Regions from separate parts of the Sus scrofa genome. Here region 1 is linked to region 2. A link is a contact called in public Hi-C data. All regions are on one chromosome and are shown on one strand. Each heading gives the region's core, a stretch centred on a gene start, on an enhancer-like site or on the middle of the called end of the contact. The rest is flanking DNA. Distances are from core to core; before and after follow the strand shown. Region 1 has its middle 26 kb from the start of PSEN2. Region 2 holds the start of ITPKB (inositol-trisphosphate 3-kinase B).

The links. A called contact is a pair of places that touch in the nucleus more often than the background predicts.
Region 1: a Hi-C map of skeletal muscle shows a contact between it and region 2, with 3 times the contacts expected there. The contact joins the enhancer-like site here to the promoter of ITPKB in region 2. A contact is called at or near these places in 4 of 5 promoter capture datasets (fetal liver, fetal skeletal muscle, liver and 1 more), 18 of 47 Hi-C or Micro-C datasets (alveolar macrophages, blood, embryonic fibroblasts and 10 more) and 2 of 2 datasets of contacts at active chromatin or transcription factors (alveolar macrophages and skeletal muscle).

Annotation. Positions count from the first base shown.
Region 1 is chr10:14,515,358-14,521,747 of Sscrofa11.1, reverse strand. No RefSeq gene overlaps it. Among named protein-coding and RNA genes, the nearest start is that of PSEN2, 26 kb to the left of the region's middle. Within about 2 kb of position 3,482, at least 17 of the 83 cell types and tissues checked have an H3K27ac peak or open chromatin away from gene starts, as enhancers often do. A contact at or near this core is called in skeletal muscle and subcutaneous adipose tissue, where this site is marked.
Region 2 is chr10:14,465,138-14,471,352 of Sscrofa11.1, reverse strand. It overlaps ITPKB (inositol-trisphosphate 3-kinase B), which reads left to right and starts at 1,767. Exons shown (of 10, transcript XM_021064414.1): 1 at 1,767-2,073; 2 at 3,465-4,644; 3 at 4,647-5,620. The coding sequence starts at 3,672.

The DNA.
Region 1 (6,390 bases), core at 2,233-4,732, 49 kb before region 2:
GGAGGCTGCTTCCTCGCCTCTCCCTGCTTCTAGAGCTGCATCCTTGGCTAGTCGTCCCTTCCGCTGCCTGCAAAGGCAGAAGTATAGCCCTTTTGCTTCAGTCTTCCAATTTCTTTCTTCTCTGCAGTCAAATGCCCCTGGACCCGCCCCTGACAAGGACATTTGTGATTATATTTAGGGCCCACGCGGAGAACCCATGCCAATCTCCTCTTTTCAAGATCCTTGGAGGTTCCCGTGGTAGCACAGGGGTAACAAACCCGACTAGTATCTGTGAGGACGCTGGTTTGATCCCTGGCCTCCTTCAGTGGGTTAAGGATCCAGTGTTGCTGTGGCTGTGGTGTAGGCCAGCAGCTGCAGCCGCAATGCAACCCCTAGCCTGGGAACTTCCATACGCTGTGAGCTCAGCCCTAAAAAGACACACACACACACACACACACACACACACACACACAATCCTTGAAACTGAGTTGTACAGGTAAAACCACGTTTGCCATTATGTAGAAACCCACAGCACTCTTGTGTGTCTCTCTCTCCTCTTACGTGACTACCCCACTCATGACGCTTTTTTTTAAGGCCGCAGATGCAGCATTTGGAGGTTTCCAGGCTAGGAGTCAAATCAGATCTGTAGCTGCCAGCCTACACCACAGCCACCGCAGGATCTGAGCTGCATCTGTGACCTACACCACAGCTCAGGGCAAGGCCAAATCCTTAACCCACTGAGCGGGGCCAGGGATCAAACCCACATCCTCACGGATGCTAATCAGATTCGTTTCTGCTGAGCCACGACGGGAACTCCCTATGATACTTGTCTTAAAATGAACCAGTAGACATTAAATATTCTCCTGAGTTCGGGGGGCCATTCCAGCAGGGAGAAAATGGAAGGAGAAAAGCGTTGCCAGCTCCAAGCGCTGTTGAAATCCACTTGGCCAAAATCCCTGAGGTCTGGAGACCCAGGGGTCAGGCTTTGCCGCTCGAGACTCCTGCCCGCTGGCCACCCTCCCTCTCCAGAGTCATCTCCTTTTTCTTGAAGGGTAATGGAGGGTTTGCTGCTGAGGAGTTTGGGCAGCTGTTTCGGGCATTTAGATGTGGGCGAACACCTTCCCTCATTTCACACTCTCCCTGCCCCTTTCAGTTCGAGCTGGCAGTGTGTCTGCAGATCTTCCACCCTCAAAAGTCTGGTGCATTACCCCAGGATTCACACCCAGAAACAAGAGGCTCCACCACAGACCTTTCCTGAGCTCCCTTCTCTATTCTTGGCTTCAGCTCAGATGGCACACGGATGACATTAGGCTAAGTGACATAGTCCCGTGTCCGGTGCCTCCAGCGCCAGCAATCGGCTCTCCAGCCACACCCTTGGCCTTCTCTTCAGGGTCAGCTTTCCAGACAGTGAGTCTCCCCATGAGCCTCTTTTGCAATCTGAATAGGTCGAGAGTTTCCCAAATCATCGAGTCTCCCTTCTTTTTTCCTTAGCGATTCTTCCCTCAACTCACCTGTTACCTCTGGGATTTCCCGATAAACGGCAAGAAGAAACCAGGCTGCAGCTTCTGCACTTTGCTTGGCCTCCGCCACAGCCACAGTCACAGCAACACAGGATCCGAGCCATGCCTCTGACCTACACCACAGCTCACGGCAACGCGGGATCCTTAACCCACTGAGCGAGGCTAGGGATGGAACCCTCATCCTCACGGATACTAGTTGGGCTCTTTACCGCTGAGCCACGGTGGGAACTTCCTGAAGGTGCTTTTTAGATGCGATACCATCTAAACCAGTAGAACCTGAGTGAAGCAGATCACCCTCCATTATGTGAGCAGGGCCTCATTCAATCAGCTGAAGTCTTCATGGGAGCAGACTGGCCTCCCTGGAAGAAGAGGCATTCTGCCAGCAAAAGGCCCTTTGGACTCAAACGGCAACTCTCTCCTGGGTCTCCAGCCTGCCGACCTACCCTGCAGATTTTGGATTCGCCAGCCTCCACAGCTGCATGAGCCTAATTTCCTTAAAAATCTCCATGTTATTTTATACCCACCCCCCCCACGCCCCCACATCCTATTAGTTCTCTTTCTCTGAAGAACCTAATACCTCATACGAGGCAGCATTCACTTTCTAAGAATCAGGGCTTAGATGCCTTTTTTTTTTTTTTTCCCTTTTATTTTAGGGCCGCACCAGGCTTGTGTCGCTTAGCCCATTGTCTTCCAGGTCCATCCATGCTGTAGCAGCACGGGAACTTCCTGAAGGCACTTCCATTCAGAATGCAATCCCTTGTAAAGCTGAATGATATTCCACCATATGAATGATATTCCACCATATGGATACATTGTATCTATGCATTCATCAAAGGACACTTTCAGTTGCTTTTACGGCTTGGGGATGCTGAATAATGCTGCTGAGAACATGGGGGGAGAAATATCTCTTTGAGACCCAGCTTTCAGTTCTTTGGGGTGTGTATCTAGAAGTGGAATTGCTGGATCATATGATACCTCTATGTTCAGTTCTTTTGAGGAGCTACCGTGTTGTTTTCCACAATGTCTGCACCGTTTCACATCCCCGTGACCATTGCTCAAGAGTCCCAATCTCTCCATCCTTTCCAAGACACTTTATCTTCTCTCTCTCTTTTGGCCTGTCTTTCTTTTATAGTAATGGGTGTGAGGTGTTGTGTACTTTTACTTTTCAATCTTTTATTTAAAGCCTGTTGTCTCTAAAAAAAAAAAGTTTGTTTTGTCTTTTTATGGTCACATCTGCAGTACATGGAAGGTCCCAGGCTAGGGGTCGAATCAGAGCTGAACTGCTGGCCTATGCCACCAGGCACACCTGGTCCTTAACCCACCGAGTGAGGCCGGGGATCGAACCCAAATCCTCATGGATAAGAGTTGGGTTCTTAACCCATTGAGCCACAACCGGAACGCCCAGTAGTAGTAGCCTTTTCTTTTCTTTATTTATTTGTATTTTAGCCTTTTCTAGGGCCACTCTCGCAGCATATGGAGGTTTCCAGGCTAGGGGTCTAATCGGAGCTGTAGCCACCGGCGTAAGCCAGAGCCACAGTAATGTGGGATCCGAGCCGTGTCTGCAACCTACACCACAGCTCGCGGCAACGCCAGATCCTTAACCCACCAAGCAAGGCCAGGGATCGAACCCGCAACCTCATGGCTGCTAGTTGGATTCGTTAACTATTGAGCCACGATGGGAACTCCAGTAGTAGTAGCCTCAATCTCAATGAGAAAAAATGAAAATAGTCTCAATTCTGATGATGATGGAAGGTACTTGTTATTCAAACAGTACACATTACAGCAAGGCATCCTGCAATCACAGGGATGTTAGCAAATGCAGGCAGCGCGATTCTTCCTCTATCCGGAAGCAGGGATCTTAGGGAGGTGGTGTTTCCATGGCTGTGTCCCCCCCTTGAGGCTCAGCCTTCAGCCCTGTGGGTCTGGCCCTTAAGCGGGGCTGGGAAGCAGCTTCTCTCCACTGGAGGGCGTCAGCCTCCTTTGTTCGGATCATTCTTTGGTGATCCAGGGAGGCCTCCATTCTTTTCCCTTGGGCTGGGCCACCGGCCTCTATTTTTAAGCGCTCTATGTTGGCCTTGGGCATTCAGGCCTGGAGACCCCACTGCCCAAGAAACAGCATATTCTTTCCAAGACCTTGGCCGAGACCACCCCCCACCCCACACCCCCACTCCCCAGTCAAGTTCCTGCCAGAAAGCCGGCTGTGAGGGCTGGGTAAGGCAGGTCACGTTTCACAGAGCGCTCAAGGGCTTTGGGGGACAGGGGCAGGGAGGTGAGGGGGAGAAAGAATGCCTCGGTCTCCTCATATGTTAAGTTCTCAAAACTAAAGTGAAATTTTAAAAGAAAAATGCATTTATCTACTTTACCCTTCCTCTAGGGTACTTCCTAAAAAATTGAAAACTGCGGGGAGCCCCAGGAAGCCATCCCCTCTGCTTCCTCCCTGGACTTTGTGACTTCCTGGCAGCAGGTGGACATTGTAAACTTTAAGAGTCACCAGTTGAGGAGTTCCTATCGTGGCCCCGCAGAAACGAATCTGACTAGTATCCATGAGGATGCGGGTTCCATCCCTGGCCTGGCTCAGTGGGTCAGTGATCCGGCATTGCCGTGAGCTGTGGTGTAGGTCACAGATGCCATTGCTGTGGCTCTGGCTGTGGTGTAGGCTGTAGCTCAGATTTGACCCCTAGCCTGCGAACTTCCATACGGCAAGGGTGCGGCCCTAAAAAGAAAAAAAAAAGGCAAAAAAAAATAAAGTCACCAGTTAAAAGAGCAGACACCCAGGCCCCACCCTCAGACGTTCCAGCTCAGTAGGTGCAGGGTGTGGCCCAAGAACCTACTTTTTTGGCAAACACCTTATTTGATTCTCAGGCAGAGGATCCTCAAACCACACTTTGAGAACCTTTCCACAGGACAAGGTCCTCTGACGGCAAACACTTGATCTGAGGGTTCTAGGGAAGTGTTATATCCCAAGTGGGAACCGTCGGTGCAGGAATTCCACGCTAATATCTTAATTAATAAAACTAATAAATTCCATGTTCCATTTTAATATCTTAGCTGGAGACCAAGTTCTCTTGGAGAACCCCAAGCCCCTTGGGCAGCCCCCACCTCAGTTCTAACCCCTGCTATGCATGACCTGCCCCCACCACCACTTACTGCTGTTGATCTATGACCCCCCTGGGCCAGGCAGCCTGAATAAATTGCTTTCATTTATTTCATAGCTCTTGCAAGAAACTTTCCCTCTTGGGATAGAAGCCCCCAGTGACCATCTGGCTATGCCTTTTCCTCCCTAATATAGGAGCATCTTTCAACACCAACTCCAAACACACACACACACACACACACGCTGCAGCTCTAAACAGCTGTGACTATTCTGTAAGCACAGCCCAGCAGCCAGACTATAGCTAATTTTTAGGTTTGTCCCTGATGCCTTCTGCTCTGATGGTACTTGGTAAAAGTTGGCATCAACAAGTTTGAGAATCAGTCACCACCCTACCCATGTCTGGGAGAACCGGATTAGGACTGCTGAACAAAAATCCACTTTGGAGAGCTTGTTGAGCAACAAGTGATTGGGAGGGGGACTCTGGCACCTCTTAGTCTGACAGAAGTGGTGTCTTTAGGAGTTCCCTTTGTGGCTCAGTGGTAACAAACCCCATTAGTATCCATGAAGATTAGGGTTCAAGCCCTGGCCTCAATCAGTAGCTTAAGGATCTGACTTCGCAGGGAGCTTTGGTGTAGGATCCAGATGTGGCTCCGATCCGGCATTGCTGTGGCTGTGGTGTAGGCCAGCAGCTGCATCTCCGATTTAACCCCTAGCCTGGAAACTTCCATATGCCTCAGGTGTGGCCCTAAAAAGCAAACAAACAAACAAAATGGTGTCTTTAGGACATAGCAGCACAATGTACCACATCTTTAGGACACATAAGAAGGAACACACCCCCCACACACACACAATGCCTGATTTCCCATTGCCAGCTACTCCAGGCTCCCAGTTTTCAGCACATCCTTGCTTGAATCTCATACTGATTCCTAAGCCTCTGGGTAGTAGTCCTCGGCTGCCTGCACCAGGCATGGTTTTGAGATCTGAGACTAAATCTGTCACCGGTTTGTCATTACCCAGTTCTGAGCCCCCATGTGACTCCAACATCCGAGACAGCCTCTAGGAAGACTGCTCCTGGGCCTGCCTCTGGGAGGCTACCCCACTCCCTCCCCATCGAGCATCTGCTCATAGACACAAATGGAAGCCAACAAAAACAGCTAGCTGGCAGCACAGAGAGGTTCTGAGTCGTGGGGAAGGGGGATCACAAGGCAGCCTGGCCCTAAAGAAGGTGGGTCACTGTGGCTCAGTGGCTGGGACACGAGGAGGCTCCCAAGAGACAAATGCATGAAGCCATTACTTATAATGAGAGATAAGATCAGATACTTATATCATCTCAACCGGCTCATCAGGCAATGGGAGGCCTCTCTTGGGTGGGTATGGCTGAGAGCAAGCATGGTGGGAAAGGTAATTCCAGGGTACATGACAGAGGGTCTCTGCTTGCCTCAGTCAGAGTGGCTCTTCCTTCCATGACTCCACCAGTTATTATTCTGGAGCTTGCTCTGACTGGTCAGTGCCTCTGCCACATCTGTTAAGTGTTTCGAACATCACCCTTAACAACAGGTGCGTGTACATCTGCTGGAAGAGTCAGAGTTTCTAGGAGCCTGACAGGCAAACCCTCCCCTGGACAGACTATAAGCCCATCATTAGACTTCATGAGGGTCTACTTGGTTAATTTAACATCTAGCACATAGTAGGTGCTCAATGGCACGTGATAGGTGCTTATGATATTGCATTCAGTCAACCAATGGTGCCTGGCTGGGCTCTGCCACCTTTGCCCCCAGGCTTCCCTTTTCTGGTTTA
Region 2 (6,215 bases), core at 518-3,017:
AAAAAAATCTGGGAAGGTGACTAGATTCTGTTTCAAGAGGTTAGCCAGCCATGTGGGATCCCAGATATGGATTTTTCTCCATCTTCTCCCCCCTCCTTGCTGTCCTGGATAGCACAGTTAGAATTTTAGACTGGTAGAATTATCTAGCTCTACCTCCAGTCCCAGGCAGGAATCCCTTCTGCATGCCACAACCTGACCAGTTGCTGACTACGTTCTGAGCAAAATTCTTCAGGCTGACTCTACATTCAGGGAAACCTGAATTTCTCAATTCTAGGGAAGGCCTGTGAAGTCTAGCTATGAGGTGACAGTGAGATTTCCCAGAGGCTGGGAAGCTAAGTTTCTGTGTTCACCGTATGTATCACTCAGCCCTTCAGTTGTTTCTACCATGACACCTGATGTGGGTGTTTGTATCTCCTGTGATAGTCAGAAATAAACTCCCTGGAGTGGGTCTCTCGAGAACTGGCAGCTCCTGTTTCTTGCCACTAGGGCACTGAATTAGGGGCAAGGATAGGGCTGACTTCTCTGCCATAGCAATTGCCCAGGTCCTGAGGCAATATCTGAATAAACTCTAGGCTCTTTTTACTTAGCCCCATGGGGGGGGGGGGAGAAGAGGAATTAGACCCAATCCTTTTAACATAGCATGTTAAAAACATAAAAACAGACAGGACTCAACAGTGTCTGATTCCAGGGAATTCTTGGCTAGAAGATGTCTTGGTTTCAGATTTAAATGAGTTTTTTCCTGAGGGAGCAGCAGGTTGCTTTGCTCACTTAAACAGCATTGTTACAAACAAGCAAGAGCAGAGTCAAAATTTCCAACTAAACTCTGGTTAATAGGAACATAAGGACTGATGCTGGGCTTTAGAGTTTTACATTTCTTGAGCCTGGCAGCTGTATTTTCCCTCTTTCCACTAAATGCTATAGTTTAGGGTTTAGGGAATTATGCAAAACACACTTGCAGCATCAGAGCTTAAATGGGGTAAGATCCTTGCCCAGAGGTATTTGCTGATGATGGAGGAAAAAGTCTCTTGAAAATGATCCAGCTGCAGGAGACTGAGCAAAGGGTCCCCAGCCTTCTTAGTTCCAGGCCTATTATTTTTCTTAAAATAACTTGGAGAATTAAGTGCAAAAACATGCCAATGTCACATTTGCTGTGTGCATTTAGTAATAAAAAACATGTGCAATGCAAAGGCGTGTTTATTCAACTAGCAATTGCACTGCAAAACTATCAACAGCTCACAGCCCAACCTGCCTTCCAAAATACGACCGTGATGCATTTAAAATGTGCAACTGCAACGGAGGTGCCCACAAAGTACCTTATTCGAATTTGCATATTTGTGTACAAGGACACAAACAGTTTATATAGGGCTTTAGTTCGTTTTAAATGCTAAACAGGCCCCCATGATTTGCTTTGCTTAAAATGCACACTCAAACTTTATTAAAAACATGTTTCAAAAAAAGTTTCATAAAGCTAGCCACCAGCGAGGCTCGCTGGAGGGGTGGAAAATGGATCGTGTATCTTTAACCCGCAGAAGTTAAAAGGTTTTCTTTTTTTGTTAGCTAACAATGGAAACTTTTTTTTTTTTTAAGTGTTTCCCTCCCTCGGTCTTGCCAAGCAATAGAAAAAAAAAAAAAAAAAAAAAAGAAAAGAAAAACTTGTTCCGCTGAGTTCAACCCCAGACAGGCTCACAACTTCCTTCCTGCTTTCCTCCCCCAAGCCCCCGCCTTTCTCCCTCCTCCCTCCTCTCCCCCACCCCCCAACTTTTTTTTTTTTTTTTTTTTTTTAATCGCACATTGAACAAACACTGAAGTGGCCTGGAGCAGACACTGACAGGGGTAGTATCTCCGCGGCTCAGAAGGGCGTGCAGGGCCGGCCGGCGTCGCCACCGCCCGGATCTCCGGCCCCTACCGAGGAGCTTTCCGCCTTCTTTTCCACTCCTATTTTTTTGGTCTTCCAAAAGAAGTCAGGAAACCATTTCTGAGCTTTTTGAACTTTTAAAGCCATCTTTTTCCTACGCGGTCTGCGTCCCTGGGCCATGTAGTCTGCACAGGACCCGGGAATCTGAGAAATTGCAGGTAAGTTTGGCGGCTTTTTAAATGGCCCTCGCCTCCGAACGCGGTTTCCCCTCACTCTCTGCTCGGGAGAGAATCTGAGGGTTCCGGGTTCTGAAAAAGCGCAGAGAAGTGGGCCGGGGAGACGGGCAAAGAGGTTTTGACTGGGGACGGTGGCGTGGAGTAGGGGTGTGAGCACAGGAGCCAGAGACAAGTTTTCGGCGTTTCTCCTGCTCGCCTTCCGGGCCACTGACTTCCCGCCGCCTCCCCGGCGCGCTGCAGGCGTCCCCCGGCTCCGGCCGCCGGGCGAGGCTGCCCAGGATGCGGAGAAGCCTTGTACTCGGCTGCGCCGCCCAGGGGCTTAGAGCCGGGCCCCGGGAGGTTTGCAGAGCCTGGGCCCCCGAAGGCTGCAGCCGCGCACATCGCAGAGTCCCTCGGAGGGGGCGCGGGTCCCGGTGCCCGCAGAGGCAGTAGCGTCCTCCCGCACAGGGCGTGCGGAGCGCGGACTCCCGGTACCGGCGCGCGCGCACAGGCGCGCGCACACACTCACACACTCACTCACACACACACACACACACACACACACACGCCCCTCCATGGGGGGCGACGGCAGGGGGCGGCGAGTATTGGTTCCGGTACAGGGGACGCGCAGCGTCTCGGCCCCGAGCGCGCGCAGGCGCGCCCACACACAAAACACACTTGTTTGGGGACTGGCGACAAGGCCAGTGCTGGAAAAGGCCTTGGCTGCTGCCCCACCGCTCGCCCAGGCCGTCGTAGGCCTAGGGAAACAGCCCCAAGGCCAGGGTCAGGAAGGTAAACGGCAGGCCACGCAGAGGTTCCCCTCCAAGACCCGGGCGCAGGCAGCGGCCGGGGAAGGCAGGTCCCGCTCAGGTTTCCTCTGAGTCGGTCCTTGTTGGCCAGAGAGAGTGGAGCGGGGAGATCCCGAAGCCCAGGGGCGGGGGCTGCCCTGTTATACCTGATTGAACCAGGGTTTGCAAAGCCGAGGAGACCCAGTGGTGGTGAAGGGGGGAGTCCTCACTCTCAGAGAGGTCGCAAGAGCCGCGCTCCGCACGCAGCCCGCGTAGGAATTAAGTAGTTGTACGGCATCCTCCGCCGGTGCTCTTGGCTCTGGAGACGAATCTTAGAATTTGGAATCTGAAGAGACCTCCAGGCGCATCACAGCCTGGGGCGAGGGGTGGGAACGCACTCGGGAAACGCACACCCGCAACCGCGCTAGCGCCGGAGGCCGCGGAGTTGTGTCTTCGCCTGGCGGCATAGCCCCTAGAAGTGAGACGTCCAGTGGCACCCGCTTCCGGACAGATGGGGGTTCCGCGGGCCGGGGCCGTCCTAGTTCCCAAGCCGTTCCCCACCACCCGCCCTCTGGGGTCCTGACTTTTCTCCTTGTGTCTCCGCAGCGGCGCTGTTGTTTATGGAGCTCTGGGCGGGGGCTGAGCCTGCGGTCTTGCCCCCCGCCCGCTGCCCGGGCCATGCCACCCCATCTGCGCGCGGAGCCGCGGCCGCGGGGCCTCCAGGGCTGAGCCGAGAGCTGCGGGAGGAGGAGACGCCGGCGGCGGAGCCGGAACGGGAGCGGCGGCGGCGGGCAGCGCGGCGGACCCAGTACTATGGCTATGTACTGCTATGCACTCAACAGCCTGGTGATCATGAATAGCGCCAACCAGGTGAAGAGCGGCGGCGGCCCTCGGCCCAGCAGCAGCGAGACGCCCCCGCCGCCGCCGCCGCCGGGAAGGGCCGTGTTGAGCCCAGGCAGCGTTTTCAGCCCCGGGAGCGGCTCCTCTTTCTTGTTCCCCCCAGCCGAGTCCTTGTCGCCGGAGGAGCCCGGGAGCCCCCCGGGCTGGCGGAGTGGCCGGCGCAGGCTGAATAGTGGTAGTGGCAGCGGCAGCGGCAGTGGCAGCGGCAGCGGCAGCAGCGTGGGCAGCCCGAGTTGGGCGGGTCGCCTGAGAGGGGACGAGCAGCAGGTGGTGACCACCCGTGGTACCCTCTCCCCTCCCGGGCCAGAGGAGGCCAAGAGGAAGCTGCGAATCCTGCAGCGTGAGCTGCAAAACGTGCAGGTGAACCAGAAAGTGGGCATGTTCGAGGCGCACATCCAGGCGCAGAGCTCCGCCACTCAAGCGCCCCGCAGCCCGCGTTTGGGCAGGGCTCGTTCGCCCTCCCCGTGCCCTTTCCGCAGCGTCAGTCAGCCCCCAGGAAGGGTCCTGGCACAAAGCGAGGAACGGAGGACAAAGTCCTGGGGGGATCAGTGTACGGAGACTTCAGAGGCCGACTCTGGGAGAGGAGGAGGGGCGCCCAGCCTATGCCTCTCGAAGGACAAAGATGGACCGGCATCTTTCCCCAGCCCCGCTGCCCCGTCAGGATCAGGGGCTCAGGGTCCAGGCGCTTCGGTGAGGATGGAGAAGGGGGTCCCTGCCAGACCCCACTGTGGCTCACCCATTGCCATGGAAGTTGACAAGAGGGTATCTCCTCCTTTGGGAATTCACAGCTGCCAAGCTCCCTCATTGGGGCTGGTGGGAGTGAACTTGGCAGTGGCTACAGAAGTTGCAGGGAGAGCCACAGCCATGGGACCACACCACCCACACGATCTGCCCTCATGGAACCGTCTGAGGGGGCCCTTGAGCATAGGGGTGTGTTCCCCCCAGAGGCCCTGGCCAAGAGGCAGGGGCAGTCTCTGGGCAGTGAGACCAGCCCAGCCCCAGAGAGGGGCGGGCGCCACAATGGAGAGCCCCCAGGAAAGGTGGGGAAAGGAGATCTGCCCGGTGGTATGCCTGGCTCCGGGGTGCCGGCAGCGGCCGAAAGGCCAGTGGAGAGGACTGTGAATGCACAGAGCCCACTGGAGCCCCCTGAGGCCCCCAGCTGGTTCAGGCAGCCAGGAGGCTTGGGCTCGGTAGGCTCCGAGGGGACCCTGAGTGGAGCCCTAGTGGCTGAGGAGCCACGGCCACTGTCCAGCAGAGTGGATGAAGGGTCTCCGGCACTGGGCTTGCTTGGGGGTAGCCGCTCAGTGCAGCTGGGGCCCCGGGAGGCCAAGGCGGGGATTCTCTCTGGCAGAACGCTGGCACCTTTGCCCTGTTGGGAAGCAGCAAAAGATCTGAAAGAACCTCAGTGCCTTCTTGGCGATGGGATGGGTGTGCACCCCGGGAGCCCTAGGCTTTGTCTGGGCCCCATGGAAGAAGCAGGTCTGGCCTGGACGTGTGGCACAGGGGTGCGATCCGAGGGGACTTGGGGAAGCCAGCCGCAGGACAGAGCAGCTCACCCCAGCCTGGAGCGGCTCTCCCCAGATCAGGACGCCCGGCCTGTCCGGGGAGAGGCCTGCAGCCGAAGCACCATACCTGCCGTCATCATTACAGACACTGGTGCCCAGGAGGACGGGGCTTTGGAGGAGGCGCAGAGAAGCCCCGGGGGCAGCCTGCCGCTCAGGAAGCTGTCCTCTTCCTCTGCCTCCTCCACTGGCTTCTCCTCCTATGAGGACTCGGAGGAGGACATCTCCAGTGACCCCGAGCGCTGCCTGGACCCCAACTCTCCCTTCCTGCATACTCTGGACCAGCAGAAGCCCCGAGTGGTAAGTCTCGCCTTGAGGTTTTTCTAGAATGTGTGCTGCTTGCCTACCCAGGTGTCCTATTCTTTTGCTTCATACTGAGTCAGGAAGACTCTGACCAGGGCCTTAGGGCAGGCACAACTTATAATTCTCTCCAGCTGTGTTTGCTGGGGAGGTGCCTGTGCTCTGGCCACGCGCTTTGGAGCTTGGACCCTGAATTGGAGTCCTTCTGTTATTATTTCCATGTACATCTTAAAGGCCATTGTTTAAAGGGCCCTCTGGTAAGTCACCACTGACTTCTTCGGAAGATGATGTTCCTGAGCGTTACCAGCATCTTCCTGATTCATCTCCAAAGATAGTGAACAGAGCTGCTGAGTGTGGCTTTTGTCTGATCAGGTGAAACACTTAATGCCGTGATTCATTTAGGCAGAGGAAAACCGGACAAGGACACCATTGAATTAACTCAGCCTCTATGAGTGATAGGCCAGGAAAGCAAGTGGATGTGATTCTGTAACAGGGCCCTGAAATCGTAGATGTGCTTGTGGCGGGTTTATTGAATGAAGAACCACCTGGCCTCGGTAAGTTGTCAGAACATTGCAATATCTGTGGGGCCAGCATA